Linked DNA regions of Mus musculus: region 1 is linked to region 2. The links are chromatin contacts, called in public HiChIP or PLAC-seq maps. All regions are on one chromosome and are shown on one strand. Each heading gives the region's core, a stretch centred on a gene start, on an enhancer-like site or on the middle of the called end of the contact. The rest is flanking DNA. Distances are from core to core; before and after follow the strand shown. Region 1 holds the start of Cracr2b (calcium release activated channel regulator 2B). Region 2 holds the start of Urah (urate (5-hydroxyiso-) hydrolase).

Region 1 (6,397 bases), core at 1,513-4,012, 630 kb after region 2:
TCAAGCCAGGGCAGGTTGTTGGTGGAAGTGGCAGTTACAGGGACTCTACAGCAGTAATTCAACCGCACCATTCACACTGATTTATACCTCCGCCACAGGTCCTCCGAGAGATGTGCAAACAGGGCTACAGAGATGGACTTCGATTCCTTAGGAGGAATGGTGTGTGGGCAGCCCTGGGGTGGAAGAAGCTGGACCTGCAGTGCCCCCTGCTGGCCATAACCTCTGATGGCATCTCTCTGACCCCCCCCCCCCCCCCACAGGCCTACTGAACCAACCCAACCCTTTGCTGGCACTGCCCCCAGTTGTCCCCCAGGAAGAGGATGCAGAGGAAGCTGCTGTGGTGGAGGAGAGGGCTGGAGAGGAGGATCAATTGCAGCCTTATAGAAAAGATCGAATTCTAGAGCACCTGCCTGCCAGACTCAATGAGGGTGCGCCGCCACGGGGAGGGAAGCTCAGTTAGGAGGCCTAGGAGGCCCCCACTTCCCTGATTGACTGCCACCTTCCTCTCTGCAGCCCTGCTGGAGGCCTGTGTGGAACCAAAGGACCTGATGACCACCCTTTCCAACATGCTACCAGTGCGCCTGGCAACGGCCATGATGGTGCCCTATACTCTGCCGCTGGAGAGTGCAGTGTCCTTCACCATCCGGTGAGGGTGGGGAACGGAGTCTGGGGGAGGACACATCAACCGGTACATCAGGGACAGAGGTCCCGGATCATCCATGAGCAATGGGCTCCTTGGGAGATTTGGGGAGGATAGGTCTTCAGAACCTGGCAAGGGAGCACCAGATCCCAGCCTGGTGTTTCTGAGCTCATGCTCTCGGTGCTCCCTTCTCAGCTTGTTGGAGTGGCTGCCTGATGTCCCTGAAGATATCCGGTGGATGAAAGAGCAGACGGGTAGCATCTGCCAGTATCTGGTGATGAGGGCCAAGAGGAAATTGGGTGACCATCTGCCTTCCAGGTGAGCTGCTCTGACCGCCTGGCCCCCTGGGTCCTGAGTCTTGGAATGGCAGATCTCCACTAAGCCTTCCTTTCCTCCATGTCTCCTCCCCACCTGCAGACTGTCTGAGCAGGTGGAACTGCGACGTGCCCAGTCTCTGCCCTCTGTGCCACTGTCTTGCGCCACCTACAGTGAGGCCCTACCCAACTGGGTACGAAACAACCTCTCACTGGGGGACGCGCTGGCCAAGTGGGAAGAATGCCAGCGTCAGCTACTGCTGGGTCTCTTCTGCACCAATGTGGCCTTCCCGCCGGATGCCTTGCGCATGCGCGCACCTGCCAGCCCCACTGCCGCAGATCCTGCCACCCCACAGGATCCACCTGGCCTCCCGCCTTGCTGAGAATCACCATTCCCACATCGCCCGGCTACCAGCCAAGCTCCAAGTTGTCCTGCCCCACTAAGAGGAGCCCCGGGGTGGAACAAGATCCTGTCTGCCCCGGCTCTCCCCCTTACATGCTGTGGAATGAGGACATAGGACCCTGCACAGCTGCAAGTGGGCTTTCGATGTGAAACCTTTCACCAGCCACTCACTATGCTACTCCTGGTGGGGAGGGATGGGGAGTCGCCCTCCCCCGGAGCCCACAGAGCCCTCCCCCGTCACGTCACCTGTGCCTTACTCCTGCCCACCACCTTTTCAGTGCAGGGTCAGTCTTAAGAACTCCACATCTGCTGCTGCTCCCTGGTGTCCAAGTTTCCTTGCAGAGTGTGTGAAGAATTATTTATTTTTGCCAAAGCAGATCTAATAAAAGCCACAGCTCAGCTTCTGCCTTCCTCACTTCTGCATGTTACCCTTGCCTCCGACTGTGGTCAGCAGACAGAGCTTTCTCCCAGTGAACTGGTGTCTCAGTAGCTAACAGTTGGGCTTCACGGGGTTCTCTGAGTCCTGGCAGCTGGGGACCGTCTCCTAAGGTCAGTCCTCTGGCAAGGACACATGTAAGCTGCTCTGTTCTCTCTGAGGCTTGCTGCCTGTCTCTTGGGCCAGCAGATATGTTTGGGAGTTTGAGCCCCTTAGTATCGATAAAAAAACTAAAGTGGTGGGTTAGAGTTGCTCAGCCGTTGAACAGCTGTCTAATATGCACCAGGTCCGGATTCCATCTCAAGCACTAGGGGGAAAATGTTTACAAAAGGTGTCACCCACACATCCGCTCCTCATGTGACACAGCGAGTGAGGGCGTGGATCCCTGTGAAGGGCGAAGCTTCTGGAACTGCGGTCTGGGGACCCGGGAAGATTGGTTCCTGACCCATACTGGGGCATCTTGCCCAGAACTTTGTGCTTGGCTCCTCTTTCTTGGTTGTCACATGCTCCACTGCCAGGTGCATATGCCCTTTCCTGTACTGTAACCATACCTGCTTCCCGCCAGAACCTTGGGAGAGATCAGAAGTACTGAGGCAAAGTAGAGTTCACCATGGTTTCCTGAAGTATCCTGTGCTGTGTTTGTGTGTGTTGTAATAGTCTTGGAGGAAGGGGAACTCTGAGTGGGGGTGAGCTTAACTGTCCAGTTGGAGGACTTAGCTTAGTCCTCCGAGCTCAGCACCCACTTGCTCCTCCCAAAGGGGTGGGCTTAGCTGTCTATTTGTAGAACTTAGCTTAGTCCTCCGAGCTCAGCACCCACTTGCCCCTCCCAAAAGGAGCACAGTGGCTGCGGTTGCAGCCCCTAGCCAACAATAACGGTTGTTCTGGTTATGGGACCTGGGACAGCAGGACTGGGCGAGCCGGCCAGGCAGGTCCCTGGCCTAGGTGCCAGGGGCCGCCCCTTGTCTCCAGGTCCTGTCCCATACAGCAAGCCTGTTGTGGTTCTGCTTGAGACGCACAGGGCCCCCAGCGCCTCTGCAGCCTGTGATAGCCAGGCCAGCTTTTCAGGTCAGTTTGGGGGCTTGGTTGGGGGCATACTCTTGGAAATAGATGGGTTTCCTCTTAAGTAGGACTTTGGCAGCATCTTCAGAAGTTCCTCTAGGCCCAGAGAAGCCCCCGATTAGGACTGTGCCCCATGAGGAGTGCTGAGGGCAGACTGAGGTGGTCTCGCCCGGTCCCATACTCACTTCCCCCACACAGGAGAGCTGCTAACTTATATGTCATTCTCTAGTATTAAAACTTAGAAGACTCTAAATTGGGAAAGTAAAGAAAAGAAAGTCTAGTGTCCACAGCCCTGGATACAGCCACTGAAAGTATTTGGTTTATTTCCTGCTCCGCATTTTCCTACACAACACTTCTTGGCACCCTAAGTCTGGATACTCCGGGCGGGGTGGGGGTTGGCATCTGCACCTCCCCAGCCTTGATTTTGTTCTAAAAGGGTCTTGGGGGGAGCTGGGGAGATGGTGGGAGTGAGGGATACAACTTTGCTGCCCCCTGTGGCTCTCCGGGGAGAGCTAGCCACTCTGGGTCGGGTCACCAGGATAAGAGAGGCGGGACAAAACTACAGCAGCGCTCTGGTGGAGGATCCACCCGGACGTGCTATCCCGGGGTCTCCGGGCCTGTAAGGCCGCAAGGTCGCTCTGGGTACGCGCCCCTCGCGGGCTATCGGGGTCCAGGCAGGGGCGGGGCGCGCCGCGCGCGTTTCCGGGAGGAGCGGCCCGCCTGCGGCAGGTGCGGCGGCGCGGCTCGCAGGTAGGCATTTATTTGCTCGCAGGTCCCGCGACTGGGGTCCCAGCGCCGCGCCCTCTGGGCTTCCCCACCCCCAACCCCGGGCCCCTAGCTCCAGTGGTCGCACCTTCCGAGCGCTGTGTAGAGCAGCCATCGCACGCATCTCTGTCTGGAACGGCTGTGTTCCTCGGGTGAAGGCAGCTAGCCCAGACGTGCGTGGATGAGATTTGCCTGTGGGCCCACCCGCTGCCTTTCGTCTGGACTCCCTGGAGCCTGGCGGCAGCGCGGCTTCCGGCCAGGATGGACCTCCGGTCCCGAGGAACACTGGAGCGGTTGGTGGGGTGGTGACCGTGCCTGGTTGAAGTGAGGGTAGCCATCAGGGGTGCCAATGATTACTCCAGGTTGCCCTACCATGCTCTTCCTCACGTTTGCTTGTTGTTCCTCCTCCCACCCCCCGAATATGGGTAGGGGGAAGATGACCTCAAAGACTGAAAAGTGAGATAGGAATCGGTCAGTGTCACCGAGTTGTAGCTTTGGGAAATGTGGGGTTAATACACTGTGGGACTGACAGGTGGCTCTAATTAGAGGTGGGATGTCCATTCCAGGAGGTGAGAGGGGAGGCCCCAGGGGAGGAGAAAGCTGCAGAGACTGTGTTAAACCAAGATGTGGGGGTGTTTCTTAAAAGCTGTCCAGTGCCCAAGCCTGGGACCTTGCACCTGCACCCTTAAGGCCTGCCTGAGTGGCAGGTGGGAGGGACTGATGGAGTTTACTCGCAGCTTGCTTGCCAGCTGTCAGAAGTCCAGGGTATCACAGGCTCAGGCCTGAGGCTAAGGACTTGGTCTTGGTCAGAAGTGGTTTAGCTCTCAACCTTAGGCAGTCCTAGCTTGGGATCTCCCAAGTCCAGGATGTGGCAGACTCTACTCTCTGTTCACTACAGAATCTCTGCTGGCTGCCAAGAGCTTTTACTGTTGGAGTAAGGTCACACTTTTTTTTTTTTTTTTTTTTTGGAGACAGGGTCTCACTATATGGCCCTGACTGTCCTGGAACCCACTTTGTAGACCTGACTGGCCTTAAAACTCACAGAGACCCACCTGCCTCTGTCTCCTGAGTGTTGGGACTAAAGGCATGCACCACTAACGCCTGGTCACACTTTCTTTTTTTGTTTTGAGGTAGAATCTCTCTATGTAGCTCCGGATGTCTTGGAACTTGCTATGTAGACCGGCCTGGCCCCAAACTCACAGACAGAGATCTGCCTACCTCTGCCTCCCGAGTGCTGGGATTAAATATTAAATATTAAATATGTGTGCCACCATACCCAGCTCACTTCCCTTTCTTGCACTGGCTTCTTCCTGGGATTCAGCCTTTCCCAGAATCTCTACTTCCTGAGAAGCAGCTCTGGTACTGGGTCTGCTTCATGCCATCGCAGTGACCCTGGAGCGTCCCTGTCTCAGCTGAGCTTTCCTTTGCTTCACAGCACCTCCAAGAGCCAAGGCTCGCTCCTATGGCCAGCCCTGGGCTGCCTGGATCTGGGGAGGGCCAGGAGGGAGAGGAGACAACAGGGGTCTCGGCAAGGCATGGAGTAGAGGTGCTGCAGCAGGCCCAGGAACTCTTCCTACTATGCGACAAGGATGCCAAGGGCTTCATCACTCGTCAGGATCTGCAGGTGAGCCCCAGATCCAAGAGGTTGCTAGACCCAAGGCCGACCTTTGCTGCTCACCGTGGTCCTTCTTGCCTGGTCAGGGTCTGCAGAGTGATCTTCCACTTACGCCTGAACAGCTGGAGGCTGTATTTGAAAGTCTGGACCAGGCCCACACTGGCTTCCTCACAGCCCGGGAGTTCTGTCTAGGCCTGGGTGAGCAGGTCCCAGTCACCTGGAGACCCTCTTCAGGGTGCCCTGAGACCTTATGAAAGCCTGTGCCTTTCATTCACAACTTCCTAGCCATTCTGGTATCTACAAACAGGCGCATTCTGAGCTGTACCTCCCACAGCTACTCTACAGTGGATGGGCTGCCCTCCCCCAATCCCTTCTCTGCCAACCAAGGTGGGGCGGGGGAGCTGGCTGTCATTTCCCATTCCCAGGCCAATAGAACCAGAACAAGGAAGAAAAACAGGAAACTGGGCCCTGAGAGTGGGCAGGATATGTTGTATGTGGCTGGAGGGAGTTGGGTAGGTCCAGGGTGCTAACCCACAACCCTGATATTCTCTCCTCCCATGTCTGCAGGGAAGTTTGTGGGGGTGGAGTCGGCCCCAGGTGGGTCCCCCTTGAGGACTTCTGAGGAAACCTTTGAGTCGGGCACAGGGGGCTCTCTGGAGGAGGAGGAGGAGGATGTTGAGACATTCTACACTTCCTTGGAGAAGCTAGGAGTGGCCCGGGTCCTGGGCGAGTGAGTTGAACCCCACTCTCTTTTTGAGAATGTTTCCTCTTCTTTTCACAGTCTGTCCACCTTGCCCACCTGTCTGTTGTTACAGAACCCCTAGGTCCTGTCAGTCCATCCCTTGTCTGTTGTGGTTGTCTGGGAGAGTGGCCTGGCGTGATTTTCCTCGGAATTTGCATTTCAGGAAGCCTTAGCTCTGCGGGGCGGGGTGCCACCAGACACCTTAGGCACGCACTGGCCCAGCACTTGGTATACAGGGCACCTTACACTTGCAGAGGCCAAGGAAGCATAAGAGCACCAAGCGAGGGGTGTAGTTCTGGGCTGCTGGGTTCTCCATGGGTTTGTTTCACTGTCCGCAATGGGGAGATAAACCCTCACCCACCAGCTCCCGTCTCTGATCGCATCCTCCAGGCAATGGGCTGTGAGAACCCTCTGGGTCGGGCT
Region 2 (6,398 bases), core at 3,198-5,697:
TGTAATGTGGCCCACCATTCAGCACGAGCATGATGGATGGGCCCTGCTGAGGCAGAGCCTCAAGGACTACATGCCCTGAGGACTTCATTCTGCTATGAAGCTTTGCCCTACTTTCTGCCCTTGGCTCCCTCCTCGTCTATGAGATGTGTGAACATTCTAAGGGGTTTCCAGCCCCTCACTGGGCAGTGTCATTGGCACTCACAATAACAGTGATTGATCTTTTTCAAGCATTATGGCTGGAGCAGATTAATGATTCATCCGATACCCTTAGAAAGAATTTGGATGGAGGAGCTAGAGAAAGCACCCAAGGAGCTAAAGGAATCTGCAACCCTATAGGTGGAACAACATTATGAACTAACCAGTACCCCGGAGCTCTTGACTCTAGCTGCATATGTATCAAAAGATGGCCTAGTCGGCCATCACTGGAAAGAGAGGCCCATTGGACACGCAAACTTTATATGCCCCAGTACAGGGGAACGCCAGGGCCAAAAGGGGGAGTGGGTGGGTAGGGGAGTGGGGGTGGGTGGGTATGGGGGACTTTTGGTATAGCATTGGAAATGTAAATGAGCTAAATACCTAATAAAAAATGGGAAAAAAAAGAAAGAATTTGGAGAAGTAGATTGCCAGTAAAGTTAGGTTAAAGTTAGGTTTTTGCTAGTGGCTTTGACATAGAAAATTCTAGGGAACAATTTGAAGTTCAGAAATGCACTCTTAATAGCTGAGCTAGTGATTTTTTTGAGGTCAGGGAACAAGAACAACGGCAGCCCAACTGGTGCCGCCTGACCTGCCTCTCTTGCTAAAGCTGGGCTGGTGATCAGGGGGATGATTCATTTCTTGCACCGTTTTTGCCCTCAGCTTCCTGATATGATTTAATAAGGAGTGGTCAGTGAATCAGTGCTCACCCCGAGGACTTAAGGGAGAGACGGCTGATTGGTTTTTATATAAAAGTTGAGATTTGTGATTCTTTTAAGATTTTTATAAGATTACTTTTTAAGATGAATAATAAAATAATCGACCCTTTCTTTCTCACTGCAAATTGCAGCCTGCCAGTAAGAGAAACTGAGAAAATTACCTTGCTTGCTTATATTTTGTTAATCTATACCAAATTGCTTAGTTACAAACGTACGTGAGTTCTTGAGAATAATTTGGATTTTTTTTTTATCCATAAGTAAAGCATTTGATCATGTGAGGGTATTGGGGAACCTGTGTGTTTTTTTCTTATGTATGCTCATTGTAATCGTTCACTTAAAGAAAAATAGAATGTAACCACATTGTGATTTTTTTTATTCTGCCTGAAAGATTCTGCTGGGATATATAAACTGTGGGAGAAAAAGTAAAATTGTTGGTGCTTCGCTGCACCCATCAAATGTGTATGTATGTATGTATGTATGTATGTATGTATGTATGTATGTATGTGTAAAATGGTAAGAGCTTTGTTCTGCCCACCAAATGTATGTTGTGTATAGATATAAAGTTGTTGGCATCTGTTGGAGCTTGCTTCATCCACCAAGTGTGTGTGCATGCATGTGTGTGTGATTTTTTTCCCTCACCCTTTTCCCTGGTCCCTGAGGGTTTACTGCTGGCCCCAGGGAGTTTATCCATCAAATTTTCTGATGGCCCCAGAGAGCATTTCAATGGCCCCAGAGAATCAAGCATGGTTCCCTCAGAGAAAAGTCTGCTGAGTGATCAATTGCCAACTTTACACTCTGCCTCAGTTTACCCTGTTATGTCTAAGGTGATTGGTCCTTCTAGGGAATATTCTAAGGATGGCCTCTCAGCTTCTTCTCTAGGCAGCATGGGTCGGGAAGATGGATGAGAGCTCTGGGGAGTCAGTTCTTTTCTGCCACCTTGCAGGATTCTGGGCTCAAACTCCAGTCATCAGGCCTGCCAGCAACAACCTCTGCCTGCTGAGTTATCTCAGAAGCCCACCTTTGTTTTTTATAGATCACATAATACCTTGATAATGTGTTAGAGAGAGAATATATATGTGTGTGTATATATATATATATCCCTAACACAAAGGAGTTAGAGTAAAGTCACAGGTTCAGACAGCCTTGCCCTCCCACCCAACTGCACCAAAAACAAAGAATAGGCAGAGGGTCTTGAAGAATCCGAGAGCTTTGCTTGGAATCCCAACCACACTTACTGGCAGTACCCATGAGAAAACTGAGGCAAGGTCACATGACCCATCAGCAGTCAAGACGGGAATCTTTCCTGCCCTCTTCAGTGTGGCCTTATCAAATGTTAGCAGGGAGGCTAACCTGGGCCGACTAATGCCTTGATTTTTTTCAAAACTTAATTCCACACATTGTATGGCGGGGGGGGGGGGTGCCACTGCTCTTGTAAGGAAGTCAAATGACAACTTTGTGGAGACAGTTCTCAACTTCTACTGTTACAATGCCTGGGTTCCAGGATTTGAACTCTCCTCCTCAGTGCTCCCCCTACCCATTAATTAATTTATTTATTTATTTATTTATTTATTTATTTTACATCCCAATCACAGCTTCTGCTCCCTCCTCTCCTCTCAGTGTCTCCTCCCCTTCTCCTCAGTGAAGGGGAGGCCTCCTGTGGATAGCAACGCCACCTTGGCGTATCAAGTTAGTAGGAGTAGGCACATCTTCTCCTATTGAGACTGGACAAGGTATACCAGTTAGAGGAAAGAGTTCCAAAGGAAGGCGGCAGAGTCAGAGACAGCCCCTACTCCAGCTGTTGAGAGACCAACATGCACAGGAAGCCCCACATGAGCTGCATGTGTGTAGGAGGCCTAGGTCCTTCCCATGCTTGCTCTTTGGGTGGCAGTCCAGTCCCTGTGAGCCCCTATGGCCCGGGTTAGTTGATTCTGTAGGTTTTCTTGTGGTGTCCTTGACTTCTCTGGCTCCTTCAGTCCCTCCTCCCCTTTTTCCACAAGATTCCCCAAGCTGCGCCTAATGTTTGCCTGTGGGTCTCTGCATGTTTGCATCTGCTGCTGGGTGAAGTCTCTCAGAGGACTGTTATGCTAGCTTGGTTCCTGTCTACAAGTACAGCAGAATATCACTAACAGTGTCAGGGATGGGATGGGTCTCACGGTGGGCGATTCATTGGTTGGCCATTCCCTCAATTTCTACTCCATCTTTATCCCTGCACATCTTGTAGGCAGGACAAATTTTGGGTTGAAAGTTTTGTGGGTGGGTTGGTGTCTCCATCCCTCCATTGGAAGTCTTGCCTGGTTATGGGAAGTGGCCATCTCAGGTTTGACATGCCCTGTTGCTAGTAGTCCTAGCTAGGGTCACCCTCATAGATTCCTGGGAGTTTCCCTTGTCCCTATTTGAACGTGTCTGGGAAAGCTGCCTTCTGCCAAATGAGCCCTGGAAACCTACTCAGTTTTGGGACCTGAGAGGTGCTGACTTACAGGAAAAGAGTAGAACCTGGGGGAGCATGCTGTTGGGAGAGGTGGCTCATCCTGGAGCTGCCCACCACCACCACCACCTTCTGCTCTTTCTCCCAGTTCTCTCTCCCTCAGCCCTCCTCACACTTCATCCCTCCTGTTCCCCTCCCCCTCCTCATCCCACCCAGTTCCCTCACCCTATCCACCTCCCATGTCTATTATATTCCCCTTTCTGAGTGAGATTCGTCCATCCTCCCTTGGGCCCTCCTTGTTGCCCAGTTTCTTTAGGTCTGTGGATTATAGTGTGGTTATCCTATACTTTATGGCTAATATCCACTTGTAAGTGAGTACATACCATGTGTGTCTTTCTGGGTCTGGGTTATCTCACTCAGGATGATATTTTCTAGTTCCATCCATTTGCCTACAAATTTCATGATGTCATTGTTTTTAATAGCTGGGTAGTATTCCATTGTATAAATGTACCACATTTTCTTTATCCATTCTTCTGTTGAGGGACTTCTAGGCTGTTTCCAGAAATGTTCTATGGCCTTAGTCACCAAGGAAATGCAAATCAAAATGACTCTGAGCATCCTCAGTGTTTTAACCACTGAATTATTTCCCCCTCCCTGACCCAGCCATTTAATCACTTTCCACCAGTCTTTGCAGTAGGCCCCACTGCCCCACCCCCTCCCCTCAGAACTGCCCCTCCCCTCAGTATCCCTCCTTCCCCAGACTTGCCCTTCCACTCCTCCCCACAGCATGCTCCCAACCTTGTCCATTCTTTTCCTTTAAATCAACACCCCTGAGGCCCAAAAACCAAGCAGGCTGCCAGGGCTCATCTGGCAAAAGGAAAGGTGTCTTTCCCAGAAGTGTTCAGATAGGTGGCTCCAGGAGTTGGGGCGGGGCCTTGGGTGGAGCAGGTCCAGGCTGACTAGAGAGCTTGTTGAGGCTGGCAGGGCGACTGCCTGTGGAAGTTGCACAGACCAGAGCTTCAGGGCAGGGCATGAGTTCCAGGACCGCCCCGCGGCTGATGACGCTCCAGAGACACTTAGGCTGGCCGCAGGTAAGGAGCTGTCTTGTGCCATACTTAAGGAGACAGAGACGGAAGAGTGTGTGGGAGCTTGGGAGCAAGGGTGTTGCTAGGAGTCAGAGGCACGGGAGAGCTGGGTTCTGGGACACTAAAGCCACCGATCAGCTGAAACTGAAGGTCTCATACAAGGGAGAGGGGTGGTGCCCAGGCAGGGGCAAAGGAGGGCACAGGTCAGCTTTGTTTAGCACTTGGCACCCCATCCTGCCGCTCAGCAGTTCAGCCTGCCTCGGGGCAGTGCGGCCCTTTGTTTGCTCTCCTCAGAACTAGATCGAAGACGCACTTGGGCCTCTACGGACTGGCTGATCACTCTCACTCTCTCTGCACAGGCTGGCAACATGGCTACCGAGAGCAGTCCCCTGACTACTCACGTTCTAGACACTGCCTCAGGGCTCCCTGCCCAAGGCCTCTGCCTCCGGCTGTCCCGCCTGGAGGCCCCCTGCCAGCAGTGGATGGAGCTGAGGACAAGGTAGGAGACAGTTTCTGGGCTGGGATCCATAAGTGCCAGCACCCAGCAGTACAGTGGCCTTCCCACCTGGGGAAGGAAGACCTTAGGCCATGGTACTGAGGTGGAGCAGTAAGGCCAGGATAACACTGAGCAGAGCTGAGTCTTTGTGGCCGCTGGGGGCTGGAAGGCAGGACGGATCATTGCCCTGTTGATCCCTGAACTTTGTTTTCCTCATCTGAGATAACAGGAATGGTGACAAAACAGCTTTTTCACCAGATGTGCATACCTGGGACAATGTCATGGAAGGTCTGAGACAGCTTTGTTGGGTCCTTCTTGCCTGTCAGACTCAGCCTAATGGGCCTGCTGGGAGGGGAACCACTTGCCTGTCAGACTCAACCCAAAAACATGCTTCGAGGAGGGGAGCCAACTAGAGTAGCCTGGTCAAAAATAAAGACATCAATCGCTTTGTGCCTGACTGACAGCCGAGCACTTATTTCTCCTCTCTATTCTTAATAGCTGTGAACTTGTAATTAATCTCCTTTATAGAGAGAGGCTGAGATAATAGGACTGAGGTAAAACCCAAGACTCCACTCCAGTCCAGTACTGGGCCTTTCAACCTCAGTGAGCCAGGCTCTGGCATGCCCCTGGTACATGCTTTGTTGGGGGCCTCTTTCAGGTTTAGCCAGCCAACGCTGGTGGGTCTGTGGCCTTGAAAGCAGGTTCTATTTAAGGGAGCCAGGCTCACACATCTCCTTCTGACCAGCCTGTGAGAACAGCGTGTGGCTTGCCCCCTTCTAGCTCAGTCCTTCACCAACCTGGAGAGGTTTTATCTTTTGCTTCTCTGCTTTATGATTTTCTAAATATGCAGCATGGTGATATCCTTAGGAACTGTCCCCCTGCCCCATCTGTGCTCCTTCTGTGAGACTGTGGGAGTCATCTGTAGATGCTGGCATGCGGATCAGAAAAGCTAGGGAGGGAGGTTTCTCAGCTCTTCTCTCCACTTCATCTCTTCACAGCTACACAAACCTGGACGGTCGCTGTCCTGGGCTCCTGACACCAAGCCAGATAAAGCCAGGCACCTATAAGCTGTTCTTCGACACAGAGCGCTACTGGAAAGAGCGGGGTCAAGAGAGCTTTTACCCCTATGTAGAGGTGAGTGTCAGGGTGGGTGAAGCACATGGACCCTGATTCACTTTGACCACAGCCAGATCCTGCAGCCAGGCCTCCTCCAGACCAGGGACAGACTGGCCCCACCTCTCCCAGGGTGGTAGCAAGTGAGTAAACTCAACCTGTTTGGTCCTCTCAGAAGGTGTTCAGGAACCTGAGGCACTATGATACCTCACGATGACACACTGAGCTGCCCCTGGATCAGGTGGGTGGGAGGGAGAGGCTAGGCTGAGGGTGTCTCATCTTCCTTTGTAGACAGATTCTTATCGGAGCCCAGATCCAGGAACACTGGGTGTGTTAGTAACTTCTGCAGCCCTGATGCAGCTTAAGGG

Evidence for each region. HiChIP or PLAC-seq counts read pairs in DNA pulled down with a chosen protein or histone mark.
Region 1: a FOXA1 HiChIP or PLAC-seq map of pancreatic cancer cells shows a contact between it and region 2. The contact joins the promoter of Cracr2b here to the promoter of Urah in region 2. A contact is called at or near these places in 4 of 39 promoter capture datasets (embryonic stem cells, liver, neural stem cells and 1 more), 4 of 115 datasets of contacts at active chromatin or transcription factors (embryonic stem cells, microglia and pancreatic cancer cells) and 2 of 9 other capture datasets (adipose tissue and liver).

The regions. Positions count from the first base shown.
Region 1 is chr7:141,458,332-141,464,728 of GRCm38.p6, forward strand. Cracr2b (calcium release activated channel regulator 2B) reads left to right here and starts at 2,763. Exons shown (of 10, transcript NM_001025103.2): 1 at 2,763-2,858; 2 at 5,053-5,241; 3 at 5,319-5,430; 4 at 5,800-5,962; 5 at 6,365-6,397. The coding sequence starts at 5,080. It overlaps Pnpla2 (patatin-like phospholipase domain containing 2), which reads left to right. Exons shown (of 9, transcript NM_001163689.1): 5 at 99-159; 6 at 261-428; 7 at 514-646; 8 at 836-958; 9 at 1,058-2,412. The coding sequence ends at 1,337. Gm10575 (predicted gene 10575) reads right to left here. Exons shown (of 2, transcript NR_152219.1): 2 at 3,150-3,932.
Region 2 is chr7:140,830,832-140,837,229 of GRCm38.p6, forward strand. It overlaps Urah (urate (5-hydroxyiso-) hydrolase), which reads left to right and starts at 4,448. Exons shown (of 3, transcript NM_029821.3): 1 at 4,448-4,920; 2 at 5,916-6,051. The coding sequence starts at 4,790. C330022C24Rik (RIKEN cDNA C330022C24 gene) reads right to left here. Exons shown (of 4, transcript NR_045717.1): 4 at 6,390-6,398.